Linked DNA regions of Mus musculus: region 1 is linked to region 2. The links are chromatin contacts, called in public promoter capture Hi-C maps. All regions are on one chromosome and are shown on one strand. The core of a region is the stretch at or near the end of the contact, and the rest is flanking DNA. Distances in the headings are between cores, read along the strand shown. Region 1 holds the start of Gas7 (growth arrest specific 7). Region 2 holds the start of 2410006H16Rik (RIKEN cDNA 2410006H16 gene).

Evidence for each region. Promoter capture Hi-C pulls out the DNA fragments that hold promoters and counts their contacts.
Region 1: a promoter capture Hi-C map of pre-B cells shows a contact between it and region 2, with 2.6 times the contacts expected there. The contact joins the promoter of Gas7 here to the promoter of 2410006H16Rik in region 2.

What each region holds. Positions count from the first base shown.
Region 1 is chr11:67,585,033-67,588,514 of GRCm38.p6, reverse strand. Gas7 (growth arrest specific 7) reads right to left here and starts at 2,015. Exons shown (of 14, transcript NM_001109657.3): 1 at 1,700-2,015. The coding sequence starts at 1,702.
Region 2 is chr11:62,601,583-62,604,868 of GRCm38.p6, reverse strand. It overlaps 2410006H16Rik (RIKEN cDNA 2410006H16 gene), which reads right to left and starts at 1,992. Exons shown (of 5, transcript NR_030738.1): 1 at 1,846-1,992; 2 at 1,587-1,634; 3 at 1,223-1,272; 4 at 403-466; 5 at 63-214. Snord49b (small nucleolar RNA, C/D box 49B) reads right to left here and starts at 1,783; the gene lies at 1,721-1,783. It overlaps Snord49a (small nucleolar RNA, C/D box 49A), which reads right to left and starts at 1,409; the gene lies at 1,348-1,409. It overlaps Snord65 (small nucleolar RNA, C/D box 65), which reads right to left and starts at 339; the gene lies at 283-339.

The DNA of each region.
Region 1 (3,482 bases), core at 766-3,265, 5.0 Mb before region 2:
TGTTTTAAGGATGTGCCATTTATGTAGAGAAGGGAGGGGAGTCATATTCATGTACAGACATGTGACTCAGAAGCCTGGTCCTCTTCGTAAACGCTGCCAGTGCCCAGCCTCTTAGGATTGCATCTGTCACTACACTGAGTTTTGTCTTAATAGACCCTTCACTGTGAAAGCCACTTTCAAGGACCCAGAGCTGTCTGTCCTGAAACCTGTTTTCCCAGCTGGTATCCCGGGCTTCTGTCTCTGTTCCTGTCAATGTGTCACTAGAAGCCAGAGTCACACACCAGGCGGGTTCCAGTAGAGCCTGTCACCTAAGTAATAAGTATATCCACTTCACCACTATACCCTAGACACACAGTCCATTTCAACTTAGGCACACCCCAGCAATGGACCTGCACCTCCACGTGTCCCACATTGCTACAAGCTGGCCTTGAACCCTTCCTTGCTCTCAGGATACGAGTGTGCATGTTCTCTGCGGATCCTCCCTTCCTCCTCAGGGCTGATCAGGCCCAGCAGCATCTCCATAGCTTGCCGTAGTCCAATCTTGAGCATTCCTCACTTGGTTATAACATGATGGTCTAGCCTGTGGTCCTTCCAGCAGTAACTCTCCAAGGGTGGTCCTCTGAACCAGCATCACACGTGTCCTTTGGGAGATAACTAAAAATGTAGAATCCCAGTCTTGGCCCAGCACTACATCTGTGGGTCTAAGCCCCCCTGGACCATTCAGACACCGGTTTATTATTACAAAACTTCCGTATACATATTCTTGGGAGGTCAAGGGTCCCAGTTAGAGGATACTCTTGGGTAGCAAGCATTATTGTCTTCTCCTGGTCCCAGTTCAAGCTTCTGGGAAGGAATGTTCAAATCAGGGGTGCTTGGTGGCCTAGCAAGGTGGAGGAAGATTCCATGAAGGATCTGAGTAGCCTTGCCTTGTGAACTGGACCTCACAGCCACAGAGAACCTTAGCAGTGGGAAGGGGGATGCCATACAAAGCCTAGGCTAAAGGGCAGATCATAGGAAAGGCGACCATCCAGGCTCAGAGGTCAGCAAAACAAGGTTTTCTATCCCCACTATCTCAGAAAAGCTTCCACTGACAAACTGAGAGGAGGCATGTGCCAATCTGGAAACCGAGTTAGATGTCACTGCTGCCTAACTACCATCTGGGGAGCGGAGACACCCAAAGGCTCCCTTTACCTTCCCCTAATGCAGAGATTCACTGTTCTTCCCTAGATCTTGCACCTCAGAACTTTCCCGGTAAATCTGGGGCATGGGGGAGATGCCAGATGGGCAGGAAGAAGCCATGCTTTATATTTAGAAAAATATAATATATAATATATATAGAAAAAGAAGAATGGTACAAAGGTATAAATAAGTCCACAGTGGCTCTCTTCTCCATCACATGCCTTTAACTACCTGTCTCAGGTGAGCCTTCCCACTCCAAACACTCCTCTCCCATCTTTCCACACAACTCCTCACCCCACCCCACCCCCACCCATCGTTTACTCTCTGCCCATACCTCCTCTTTCTGCTCTTGTCTTGGGCACATATGCCCTCTTGGCACAGGGTCCACAGAACTTCCAGACTCACCAAGTACTATCCAATCTCACAGGGTCTTCAGAATCTCCTCTCTGCACTATGAAAGGCATTTTCACAACAGACAGAGAGGGTAGGTCAAGCATACTTCTGCAGGAGTGGTTCTTACCATGAGTGCTCAGCTGGTCCTTAAGGGCAGTTGCTATGGAAGAGATGCCAGGGCTGGTCTGAAGCCCCAGGCTCAGGACTGGGCTCCAGGCAACTTGTTCTGCATGGCACCTTCTGAGGAAAGTGTGGCTGAAGCAAGCAGCTGCCCCGGGGCCAGTGCGCTGAGCACCCTGGGGGATGTTCCTGTGGCTTTTCTCATCACTGACATCTCTGTTCTTTCACAAAGAACCCACTACATTGCACAGTTCCTCCCAAATCTGCTCCCGTGCCTGTTGGGAAATCAACAGCCCATGCAGGCCTTTCCAGATACAATTTCTAGAGGACTTCCCCTCCCACCCCCTTTCTCAGCCTAAAAAAAAATTGGCTTAGGTCAGAGCATACAATAGCCAAGCCTGTGTCACTGACCAGATGACTCCCACCCCAAGGCCTATGAACAAGGGCACCTTTGTCTACTGCATTTTAGACAGGACTCCCTGGGCCTGCCTTATCCCTGCTGGGAGAAGTTTCAGCCAACTTCTTCCCAAACCTAAGTCAGGGCTCTGGCTTGGGCCTGGCTCCAGCTGTGTGAATCCAAGGTCTGATAAAAGCCAGTATGAAAAGAGTGGAGAATTTCCAGAAAGAACGATTGTGTGAAACTAATCTCTGGCCTTGGCTTTCAATCTATGCTCACTATCTATCACCAAAGGCTGTAAGTAAAGACAGGGCTGGACCCAAGAGCAATGCTGTATCTACTACCAGTTATATAGGTTAGGTAGGGGCCTGGATCCCCAGTGAATCTGATGTCCTGTTTAAAAGCTTTCTGGAAGCTGGGGAGTCAGTTCTGTGGGGAGAATGTTTGTTGAGCTAGCATGAGAACCTAAATTCAGATCCCCAGAACACAAGAAAACCAGATATCCACAGTAGAATATGTCCATAACCACAGAGGTTTTAGGTAAGACAGAAGATAGGCAGGAAATCTGGAAGCTCCTGGAAGCTCGTGGGCCAGGTAGCCTGAGGTGTGGAAGGACAAACAAGAGATATCATCTCAAAGGAGGTGAAAGGCAAAGATTCGCAGCTGAGATAGGCATGCCATGACACACAGATGGCTGTGTTCACACATGCACACACACACATATGTGCACATACAGATGTACACACAGATAGACAAATAAACAAACAGAGGCCTTCTGGAGCCATTAAAGTTTTAGCACTCAGATTGTATATTTCTGTTTACTTTCTGTTACAAACTCTGGGATTTTAGCAACTGATTGCTTTTTGTGTGTGTGCTAGGACTCGAACTCAGGGCCTTCTGTATGCTAGATGAGCATTCTACCAAGAGGCTGCAGTCCCTGACTGGTTCTTTATATAGGATTATGTAAATCAGGTTACCACCCAGCAATGGAGTCAGTCCAGGGTCTCAGTGGTGCTGCTGTTACACTGCTCTGAGGTCTCAGACAAGGCAGGCAGGCTTCAGGTTTTTCCCAGAGGTTAAGTAGAGACACTTGAGTATCTTTCTAAATGGATGCGAAGGGAAAAATAAAACAGCACTTGGTGCAGTGAGGACACTGCGCACACTCGGTAAGAGCTGCTGCCGTGTTTTTATTCTCACAGTGGCTCAAAGTGTGGGAGACAGGCAGCTGTCCCCGAGCACAAGACAAAGTCTACATTTGATAACAAAAAGCAAATAAGCCGAGTGAAAAATCAGCACAGGTCATCCTTCCAAAGTTATAACATGGCCTGTAAGGAGACAAAAAGATGCTCAACATCATGGAAATATTAGGGAAATGCAAACCAAAACTACAGGA
Region 2 (3,286 bases), core at 743-3,242:
ATTAGAGTGCTTTGATGGTTAGCTGTACACACAACTTAATTCATCCAAAACACTGGCAATCTGGTTTATAAACAAATGTTTATTTTTAAAAGGCATAGAAGATCCTGTGGTACAGACAGGATTACCAAATGTGCCCACCCAGAACAAAATTGGCAGACATGTCACTTAGGATATTTGCTTTCAGGCCGGCTGGAGACTCCTCTGGGAATATAGCCTGCAAAAGAGCTGAATTTCAGAATCACTCCTGCCTGGATCAATGGCATTTAGAACATTTAATGATATCTTCAGAAAACCATAGGCTCACCACTACCAATCTGCCGGTAATTCCAGCTATTTTAGGTGATATCATCATTTGATATCTCTCAGAGTAATAACAGATAGTCACTGTACAGACCAACTCACCTCTGCTGCTGCCAGCACAGATCTGCAGTCCTGCGTCCGTTCTGAGAACTTGAAAGGGGACACCCTAAAATGGATTGCAGAAAACAGGACATTATATATAACAGCCTTGCAAAATCAATGGCTGCCCTCCCACCCTGGCTTTTCTCTTTTGGATTTCTTTGTAGCCCTGGCTCACTACTGTAGACGAGGCTGGCCTGAACTCTGCCTGCCTCTTCTCAAGAAAGCTACAGTTCTTAACACATCCTAGACCTAAAAGGGAAGTATTTTTCAAATTACTAAAATACATTTACAACTAGCCAAACCAGCCCAACTGGGTTCAATTGTAAGACCACATTAACTGAAAATTTTAAGACCCAAGTTAATGGACTAGAAGGTCTAAGTTCTTAGAAGACCAGGTTTGACTGCCAGCACTAATTGTGGCTCACAACCACCTAAGTCCGGTGCCATTTTTTTCTAGCATCAAGACAGCAAACACACACAAAAATGGCTCTATAGGGGGCTGGAGATGGCTCTGTGGTTAAGAGCACCGACTGCTCTTCGGAAGGTCCGGAGTTCAAATCCCAGCAACCACATGGTGGCTCACAACCATCCGTAATGAGATCTGATGCCCTCTTCTGGTGCATCTGAAAACAGCTACAGCGTACTTAGATATGATAAATCTTAAAAAAAAAATGGCTCTACAGTAAGAGCTGTGCACTGTTGCCTTACTTAACCACCCCCATCAGCTACAACCAGTATTGAGTACAGGCAAAACTGATGCTCATACATGAACACTCTAGCTCAAATCAAAACGGTCTAAAATCCCAAGCTGAAAGCTTACCTCATGGGAGGCCACAGCTGTTGGCAATCTTCCACTCTTAAATCCCCAACCTAGAAGTACAGCAGTTGTTAAAAGTCCAGCCCAAGTTAAACCTAAACCCCAGCCACCGGTGTGGGCTTGACTGCAGTCAGCCAGGAGCAGTTATCGTCAGTTATCGACTCTGACGGCACTTCCTACTTAGTCATCTCATCACAGCAGTCAAGCTTTCTGCTGTCCTCCAACTAGTAGTTCCAGCCACTAAATGGAGACACGTCTTAAATTTATGTATGTGCCCACATGGGCCAGGGTATGTTGGGAGTCCCTGGAGCGAAAGCTACACAGCCTCTTGTCTATGAACCCCACCTGATACTCCAGAAACCCTTACCTCATGGTGGGATGATACTGCTCCTATTCCACGTTGTCAACGTCCCGTCTGAAAGGTTAGAAGAGTAAGAGTCATGAGGGGCAATTAGAACACTTGTGTTCAGCACTGGGTCGCCGAGGCTTAAACGACTGCAGTCAGCTAACTAGGGATGTCGTCAGTTGTCGCATCGGACGGCACTTCCTTTTTTTTCTAGTTTCATCATCATTGCAGCCGACACCCCGCCCACGCGCGGCGCCCCGCGATGCAGACCTCGACTTACCAGGCTCCCCTAGATCTGTGCAGCGCACAAGGCGGAGCTGAGAGGCTGGGCCCGGGCTCAGCATCGCTCCAGACCGTCACCAGCAGGCCACGGCGAAGGGACCAGCTCAACGAGCGAGAAGAGCACGATCCCATGATGGCCGCAGAGAAAGACGGCGCGTGAGCGCCCTCCTCTTAAGGGCTAGGAATAGACCACTCCTCACCCCAGGGAGGTGAGGGCGGCAAAGGCTCACGGGAACTTCCAGCGGCCCGCCTCGCGACCCAGGCCTCCCCCGTTCTGTTGAGCGAGTGGTCTCCCCCGCCCCGGGGGATTCTGGGTAGCGAAGAGCGCGCGAGCTCCAGCGCGCCTGCGTGTTGGGTTAAGCGCGGACTCGACATCCTTTCCGCGGTTTTCCGTCCTCGTTGTCTTCCCTGACTTATTAGTCCTTTGTGAACGTGTGTAGTGTGTGAAATGTGTAGTCAGACCTGACAGTGCAGGCCTGTAATCGTAATCGATTAGGAACCCGACGCAAGAATTCGAGTCCAGCCTGGGCAATTTAATGAGCCCCTGTCTCTATTTTAAATTTAAAAAAAAAAAAAAAAAAGCGGGCCTATATAATCTAACTGGGTGGTGGAGAGCCTGGCTCATCTACGCTAACACACACGAAACCGCGTTCAAAGACAAACGCTGTTACAAAAGTGTAATGATTGGGGCCGTTCTGCACCCCATTATTTTTACAACATATCCACGGAGTCTCTCAAGGCCCTATGCAGACGGCCCTCATCACATTCCTTAGAGAACTGTAGAATCAAGAAGAGCTCTTGATCCATTTCCATTGCCCCCTGCTCTTTCCACTTCTGACTGGAGAGACTTGCATCGGGCATAGGTAATAGAAAACTGCTAATGCTATGCCTTCAGTATATGAGTATGTTTGATTTTCTCAAGGGTTGGGGATGCAGTGTTTCCCTAGCAAACATGAAGTTCTGAGCTCCATCCCCAGCACCTCATAAACTGGACATTGTGACAAACTCCCAAGCTCTGGGTATGTGGAGGCAGCAGAATCAGAAGTTCAAGGTCATCTTCAGCTATGAGGTCAGCCTGGGATATGTGAACCTGAAGACTAGAGTAGGGTTCTTGTGAGTTCAAGACCAGCCTGGCCTACGGAATGAAATCCTGTCTCAAAACACCTCAGTGCAAAATCTGTTGAGCTAGTATATATGATATGCTGGGTTCTACCCAGCAACACACACATAAGTGCTTGCATGCACTTCTTATGCAAATAGGCTGAGGAGGCAACTCATTTTGACAGAACTAGACAGGTGGTCATGAGACTGCAATCTTGGTGGTCTGAGGAATAAACAGAATTTTGATGGAGGGAGGGAAGTCCAGGCCAAAACATTCTTAAAGGGAATAAGATAATTTCCCTTGGAGCCAAATATGCTTGACCATGGCCAGGAACACA